2 separate regions of the Mus musculus genome follow, and region 2 is linked to region 1. The links are chromatin contacts, called in public Micro-C maps. All regions are on one chromosome and are shown on one strand. Each heading gives the region's core, a stretch centred on a gene start, on an enhancer-like site or on the middle of the called end of the contact. The rest is flanking DNA. Distances are from core to core; before and after follow the strand shown. Region 1 holds the start of Cavin1 (caveolae associated 1). Region 2 holds the start of Ubtf (upstream binding transcription factor, RNA polymerase I).

Region 1 (3,684 bases), core at 922-3,421:
GCCCCATACTGAAAATATAGGAAGAGAAAGAGTTTGAAGGTCCAGTAAGGCTTTCTCCTGACATTCTTTTTTCTTAAAGCATTATCAGTTCTTAATAGAAAAAAAATTTAATTGCTATAATTTCCTTAAATTATTTAATTATTTACTTATTTAGTGTGTGTGTGTGTGCAGGTGCCAGTGGAGGGCAGAAGAGAGGACATCGGATTCTCTGTACCCAGAGGAACTGTGGTTATTGAGAACCACACTTGGGTTCTGTGTAAGAGTAGTAAGCACCTGTAACCACTGAGCAATCTCTCCAGTCCCCTTTTTTTCTTTTCTTCTCTCTCTCTTTCTCTCTCTCTCTCTCTCTCTCTCTCTCTCTCTCTCTCTCTCTCTTTCTTTCTTTCTTTTAAAAAGTTGGTAATCTGCCCATTGTGATGGTTATAAAACATGTAGTTTATTTTGTTTGTTTGTTTCCCCATTTGTTTTGTTTTTGAGACAGGGTATCAGTGTATAGCTCTGGCTGGCCCAGAACTAGCTATGTAGACCAAGATGCTGTCGAACTCATAGACATCTGCCTGTCTGCCTTCCAAGTGCTTTGATCAAAGGTATCCCATCACACCTGGCAAATATTCAATTGTATGCAGAAGTTCACTCTTTTTTTTTGTTTTGTCTTTCAAGACAGGGTTTCTCTGTGTAGTCCTGGCTATCCTGAATCTCACTATGTAGACTAGGCTGGCCTCGAACTCAGAGATCTGCCTGCCTCTGCTTCCCAATGGCTGGGACTAAAGGCGTGCGTCGCCACTCTCGCCTGAGGGTCTCTCTTCTTTAACCTCAAGTGAGAAAACCAATTGGTGTGTTGGGGGATTGCTGTTTTATTCAGAGGTCCCTAAAGTTCTATACCCTATATGGCAATCTGCTCCACACGTTGGTGAATTGATTGATTAGATCGACGACCCTCGAGTCTCCACAGAGCAGCGTTTAACTTAAGGAGGGTGGGCACCAGACTAGAAGTGACCTTTTGCCGAGAACCCATCCAGGCGGGGAACCCCAAGCCTGGTTTCCTAATCAGGGAAAAGGTTTTCAGTATCTCTGTGGGAAAGGGAATTGGGGTGGCTCCAGGGATTGCTGAGGGCCTGTGTCTAGAGACACAGGGCAGCCTGTGTCTCTAGACGTCTGTGCTAAGGACTTTTCTGCGCCTGCTCAGAACTGCCAGCTCCTTGGTGTTCAGCACCATGAAGAAAACTGTTCGCTTCCCCATTCGGTAGTACCGCTATAGTTGCCCCAATTCCTGCCCCAGGGAAAGGTACTGAGTACCGGTGGAGTTCAGAGACCTGGAGCTAAGAACAGATGGCAACAGTAACCTGGAGTGAACCCTGGAGAGCCACCTGCCTCCTCTTGGCCTTCTTTTCTCTGCTAGGTAAAGAGATGGGGTTCCGTGATCTCCCTGAATGCTCACCTAATATCCGAGAACCCAAGGGAAGAACGAGTCCGACGCTCACATTCTTAGAATTAGCTAGATATCTGCTGGAGGGGGCCCTGGGAGAAGTGACCAAAAGCTTTTACTTTATAATTTACTTCTCGCCTTAATCATGCCCTGTCCTTACAATTCTAAGAGAAACCTAGAGGCCCTTTCTAGGCCGTCACCCTTTCTGTCATTTCATCTCTTCCCTCTCTCTCACTAACAACCCCACAAGATTTGGGGGACAGTGGTAACTCAGTGTATAGATAGACGATGGGGGCAGACCCCCAAATCTTTGAAAAAGATTGTATAGGGCAAGGATCCTCCAAGGACATGAGGCATAGACACAAACTACTCGTTTACACCCAATTCACGCGCCATTTGGACCTCAGCTTGATCTTAAAAGGCTGGAGTGGGTTTGTGGGTGAGGAAAGAGAAAGAGTAGAGCACACTCCGAAGACCTAATTCCTTTCCGCAGCTCACATTCCTCTGCCCCAGTCCCGCTGCCGCAGCCTCCACTGCCAAGGGGGGCCCTAGACTCCCGCTCCAACTATTCCAACCATCCTGAACAGGGTGGGGCGCCCAGCTCTTGGGTTCCCCTCTGCTGCCCCTCCGGGGTTGGTCTCCCCTCCTGCCCCGGTTCCTCCCTTTCTGGGGTGGGGCCAGCCAATGGCCGACGGGACTCCGGGTTTGGTCTAGGAGCCGGGCAACTCGCAGATTCCCCGCCCCACAGTTCTGGCTAGAGTCCCGGTGCGCACGGACGTGGCTCGAGTTTCCTCCGCTCTGGGCTCCTGCTCGCTGTCCAGTCTCTCGCTCCTCCTTCTCTCCCGGTCTCCCGCTCCAGTTCCACCCGGTCGGCCCCGCACGGCTCCGGGAAGCCATGGAGGATGTCACGCTCCATATCGTTGAGCGGCCGTATTCCGGATTTCCCGATGCTTCCTCAGAGGGCCCGGAGCCCACCCAAGGGGAGGCGCGGGCCACGGAGGAGCCGTCGGGGACCGGCTCCGACGAGCTGATCAAGTCGGACCAGGTGAACGGTGTGCTGGTGCTGAGCCTTCTGGATAAAATCATCGGCGCCGTTGACCAGATCCAGCTGACCCAAGCCCAGCTGGAGGAGCGACAGGCGGAGATGGAGGGCGCTGTGCAGAGCATCCAGGGAGAGCTGAGCAAGCTGGGCAAGGCGCACGCCACCACGAGCAACACCGTGAGCAAGTTGCTGGAGAAGGTGCGCAAGGTCAGCGTCAACGTGAAGACCGTGCGCGGCAGCCTGGAGCGCCAGGCCGGCCAGATAAAGAAACTGGAGGTCAACGAGGCGGAGCTGCTGAGGCGCCGCAACTTCAAAGTCATGATCTACCAGGTGAGCCCGCGGGGCGGACCGCGCCCAGAGCTGGGGTCCCGGCCTGGGATCCGGGTGGGGACACCCGGCCGAGGCTCGTCTCTCCGCCAGCCCGGCCTGGTGAGAGCGGTCAGGAGCTCCTCCCCCCTTCCTGTGAACCCAGTTGGAGTGGGGTTTAGGGAGTGGCAAACTCTTGGGGCTCACAGAGGGGCGCACCCTGCGCCTTCCTCTCCAGGCTCCTCCCCACGGTCTCTAACTCCTATCGGAAAAGTTAGCGGGCTAGACTTGGGAACGCTGAATGCTCCCAGCTTGTCTCTGTCAAACGCCTTTCCACTTGGAGGAAGTTTTTTTTTTGGTGGGGCGGAGAGAGGGAAAAGGGAGGGAATGCCCGAGGTCTCTGGTGGTCTCTGTATGCCCCTCTGTAAGCAGACACTAAAGGTGGGGCCCGGGACCTGGGGCCTCCGGCGCTGCGGGCCCGATATAGCGGGTGATTCAGGGCTCAGGCACGCAGTGGCGGGGGCGCCATGCAAGGGACACGATCGTCAGCCCCCCACACCCTATCCCCGCGCCCCCGCACCAACCTCGGCTACCCACGCATGTCCCTAGGCCGCGATCTGCCCCTGGCCTCCAGGCACTTTCAGTTCCCAAGGGTCTTGCAGTGCGCGGGCGCCCTTGGCGCCTGCTGGGAGCGGGTGGGGCAGGTAGGGTGGGCGTTAGGAGTGTAAGTGGGGCGGGTGGAGGTGGCGGTCTGGGCGCAGTGAATCACCCCACCCCCGCATGATTGCGGGGGCCATGTCCCGAGCTGTGAAGGTGCTGGTGGGTGGAGGCTGCCGCACTCCACGGGCTCCACCCGTTGCATTCTTTGCACCTTTCTGGGTTCCTCCAGCCTGGATATAACTGTGATATC
Region 2 (3,548 bases), core at 458-2,957, 1.3 Mb before region 1:
TGGCTGAGATGTGAGCAACAGCAGTGTTATTGTGGCAGCCCGAGGAGCCAGGAGCCATGGCGTGTCCCGGGGAGTGATGACACAAACCAAGCGTGGGCCGACCTGGTGGAAACCAGCGTCCTTCACATTGCCTTCTGCCTCCCTACAACTAATCCTGATATCCCTTCAGCCCACTAGCAGGGGAGGTAAAGACCACTAGAACCGATGGCAGTGGGAGGTTAAAAAGCGGCACACGCCCAGGCCTTTTCTCCCCAGACTTGCTGGATGGTGGAATACGGGAGGTTAGATCTGTGGTTGCCGGGCTGCTCAAATCCTGCCTTAAACCGGGGTGCGGAGCTCTCTTGTGGGCTCCCCGTCGTCGCCGGGGTGGGGGGACAGCGCCCGCGGCCTGCTTTCTCAGGGCTGGCCAAGCCTTTTTGACAAGCTGATTGCGAGAAGGGGATTGGCTGATCCAGGCGTGACGCCGGTAACAACAAAGGTGGAGTTGGAAGAAATTAGATTAAAGGAAAGGAGGAGAAAAAAAAAAAATTAAAGGGGGAGCTTGCAGGCAACTGGAAGCAGAGACCGAGGGGGAGACGCACGAAGCTCCGTTCCCGGTTCCGACTTCCCCCTTCCAGCTCTTTCGCACAAACGCGCTGGGATTTTGCTCTAAACCCCTACCCCGGTCGCGGCCTAGTTACTGAAGCCCAGGGTAAAGGGATGGCCGTTCCGCTGCTTCTTGAAAAACCTCCCCAACTCCCACTGACACCCTACTACGACACAGGGGTGAACTTTTTGTTCTTAACTCCTCGGATCATACGGCCGGTGAAGATGGGGGACATCGAGAACAACCCAAGACTGGCTCTGAAATCCGGAAGGCCCTCGCCGGGCACCGAGACCCAAACGAGGCGGGGTACTTCCCGGGTATTTTCATACGTTGCAAACCTAGGAGGCTTTTTTTTTTCCCTTTTTCTTTTTTGTAACATTCCCCTTCGCCCCCATCCCGCTTTAGCTTCAGGGTTGCAAAAGCAAAGCAATAAAAAAAAAAAAAAAAAGAGAGAGAGAGAAAACCTGCGCACACAGACACACACCAGTGGCGACAGGGGAGAGTTGGAAAAACGCAGGAGAGGAGGAGGCAGGAGACAGCAAGGATGGAGCAATGGGAGAGGGAGCAGGCAGGATCCCTCACAGATCCCCCTCCGGCCTCAAGCTGCCTTGCCCGCCCCGACAGGAGAGCGAGGAGTCGGGCAAGCAGATGGAGTGGAGCTCGCTCTAGGCAGCTGGCTTGGCCGGAGACTGGAGGAGCCGCCAAGCGACCGGCTGATTGGAAGAGAAACGCAGAGCGATGGAGGCGGGGGTAGGAGGACGATTTCTCTGCGGGGACTGGCGGCGGCGTACACGCCCGGGTCGGGCGCTGCAGAGCTTGGCTAGCTTTCAACCCGCGCTCGGCGGCTCCAGCCCCGCGCACCCCCGCCCCCAGCCCTGCCGGAGGCCCCGCAGGTGAGTGGGAGCTGGGAGCCAAAAAAGAGCTAAATGTCGAAAAACATCTGCCTTGGAAAAAAAAAAAAAAGCAAAAAACATTTTTTTTTTTTTTTTTTACTATTCCTTTTTTTAAAATTTCGTGCAGCCCCCGAGCGGTGGGAGGGAAGGGGTGAGGCTGAGCCGCCCGGAGGAGGCGGAGGGGCCAGGCGAGGCCGGGGCGGCCCGGGAGGCGGCGGCGCCAAGGCGGCTCTGACGGGCGAGCGCTCGGAGCGGCGCTGCGCTGCGCTGCGCCGAGGCGGGCGGGCGGGCGGGCGGAGCGGGGCGGGCGGAGCGCGGCGCGTGGGGCTCGCCATTAGCCGTCGCTCCGCTTCGCCATCTCGGGCTTTGTCTGGAGACTCGCTGCCCGGGCGCCGGCAGCTGCGGAGCTGCGGCTCGGCTCTTCCGCTTGCCGTGCTGCCTGGCGCCCCCGGCCCTCACTAGCACCCACTTGCTCGGTAAGTAAGCCTCGGTGCCGCGGATTTCGGGGGAAAGGGGTTGCTCTCTGGCGGCGCCAATCTCCGTCCTCCACGCGCCCGGGAAGGCCTGGATAGCCATGCCGGGCTGGATTGAACCGGCTCCCAGAGTGACTCTTCCGCTGGGGTCGGCAGCTCCTGGCCGATTCCCGGGTGTGAGGAGGGACGGGAGAGGTTTTTGTTGTTTAGGGGACTAAGAATATATATTTTAAGTTTCACGGGTGTTCTGCGGAGCATAAGGGAACCGAGAGGTAGGCGCCGAAACCTCGCACCGCGATCCGGGAGCGTGAGTCCCAAGCCGGTAGCCACGCTCCGGGGACCAGGGTGGTCGCTAGCCCGCTCCCGGAGGCGGGAGAGAGGAGCAGATGAGGACTAGGCCGGGAAACCGAGCTTAAGCTGGGAGAGCCTGGAAGAGAGCTCCAGAGCAGGGTTGCCGGCACCCGCGAGGCTCGCCGGCCACCCTCTCCACCGCCGCACCTCGGCCCTCCCTTCCTCCCGCGCCGGCCAAGCCTGCTAGTTCCCCCGCGGGGCTGGCGAGGTCGCTTTAGCCGCCCGCTTGCTCGCCCGCCTCGGCTCGCAGCCCCGCCGCCATCCGGGCGGCTGCGTGTCTTCCCTGTCCCGGCCCCCCCCTTCCCCGGCGGCAGCAACAGCAGCAGCCGCCGCCGCCACTACCACCACCCCCCTCCCCTCCTTCCTTGCCTCCGCCTCGGCCGCCCGGGTCCCCCCAGCGCCCGCCCCTCCTCCCAGCTGCCCCCCGCGGAGCCCGCCCGGGCAGGCTGTGGGAGGGAGCGGAGCCGGCGAGGCGGGCGGGCTGGCGCTCGCTCCCCGGGGGTCGGTGTGCGCTCTACGGGGAAGGACGCGCTCGCTGCCCCGCTTCTCCCGCCCCCCCTCCCGCTCCTCCTCCTCCCTTCTCCCTCCTCCCCGCTCCGGCGGCGGAGGCTGCTGCGGCGGCGGGGGGTGTGCGAGCTGAGGCCGGGGCCGGCGGGCGGGCGGGCGGGCTGCCTGCAGGCGGAGGGCGCTGTGCTTTGTGCTTTTCGCCGCGAGGAGCAGCAGGCAGCAGCCACAGCCGCCGCCGCCACAGCAGCAGCAGCAGCCGCCGCCCCAGCGCCGCCGCCGCGCCCGGAGGAGGAGCCGCTGCCGCCGCGGGAGGGAGTTGCGGCTGTGCCCGGCCGAGCGGGGGAGGGCGCCGCGCTCAGAGCCGAGAAGGGAGCCGCCGGAGCGGGGAGCTCAGAGGCCGCGCTGCGCCGGGTAACCGAGGCGGCGGAGGACGTGCGCCGGGGCCGGGGCTAGGGAGCGAGCCGCGGCTGCGGTAGACGCCGAGTGGCGATACCGGGAGAACTGTAGACAAGATGATCAGGGAACGGGGAAGGGCGCCGTGAGCCGGGGGTAGGAAGGGCAGGAAGCGAGGCCCAAGTGAGGCCCCGGGTGGAGGAGCCCGCGTTTCTCCGGCCGACAGGCGCAGTTCTCGCCGGCCGCCGGAGGGGGCGGCGGGGCCGGTGAGCGAAGCGCCCCCGCCTCGCGGCCGCCGTCCTCCCGCCCTCTGCTTGGCTCGGCTCCCCGGAGGCCGGGGCGGGG

Evidence for each region. Hi-C and Micro-C count contacts between places; a contact is called where the count stands out from the background.
Region 2: a Micro-C map of the HL-1 cell line shows a contact between it and region 1, with 12 times the contacts expected there. The contact joins the promoter of Ubtf here to the promoter of Cavin1 in region 1.

The regions. Positions count from the first base shown.
Region 1 is chr11:100,969,104-100,972,787 of GRCm38.p6, reverse strand. Cavin1 (caveolae associated 1) reads left to right here and starts at 2,171. Exons shown (of 2, transcript NM_008986.2): 1 at 2,171-2,798. The coding sequence starts at 2,322.
Region 2 is chr11:102,317,255-102,320,802 of GRCm38.p6, reverse strand. It overlaps Ubtf (upstream binding transcription factor, RNA polymerase I), which reads left to right and starts at 1,707. Exons shown (of 21, transcript NM_011551.7): 1 at 1,707-1,955.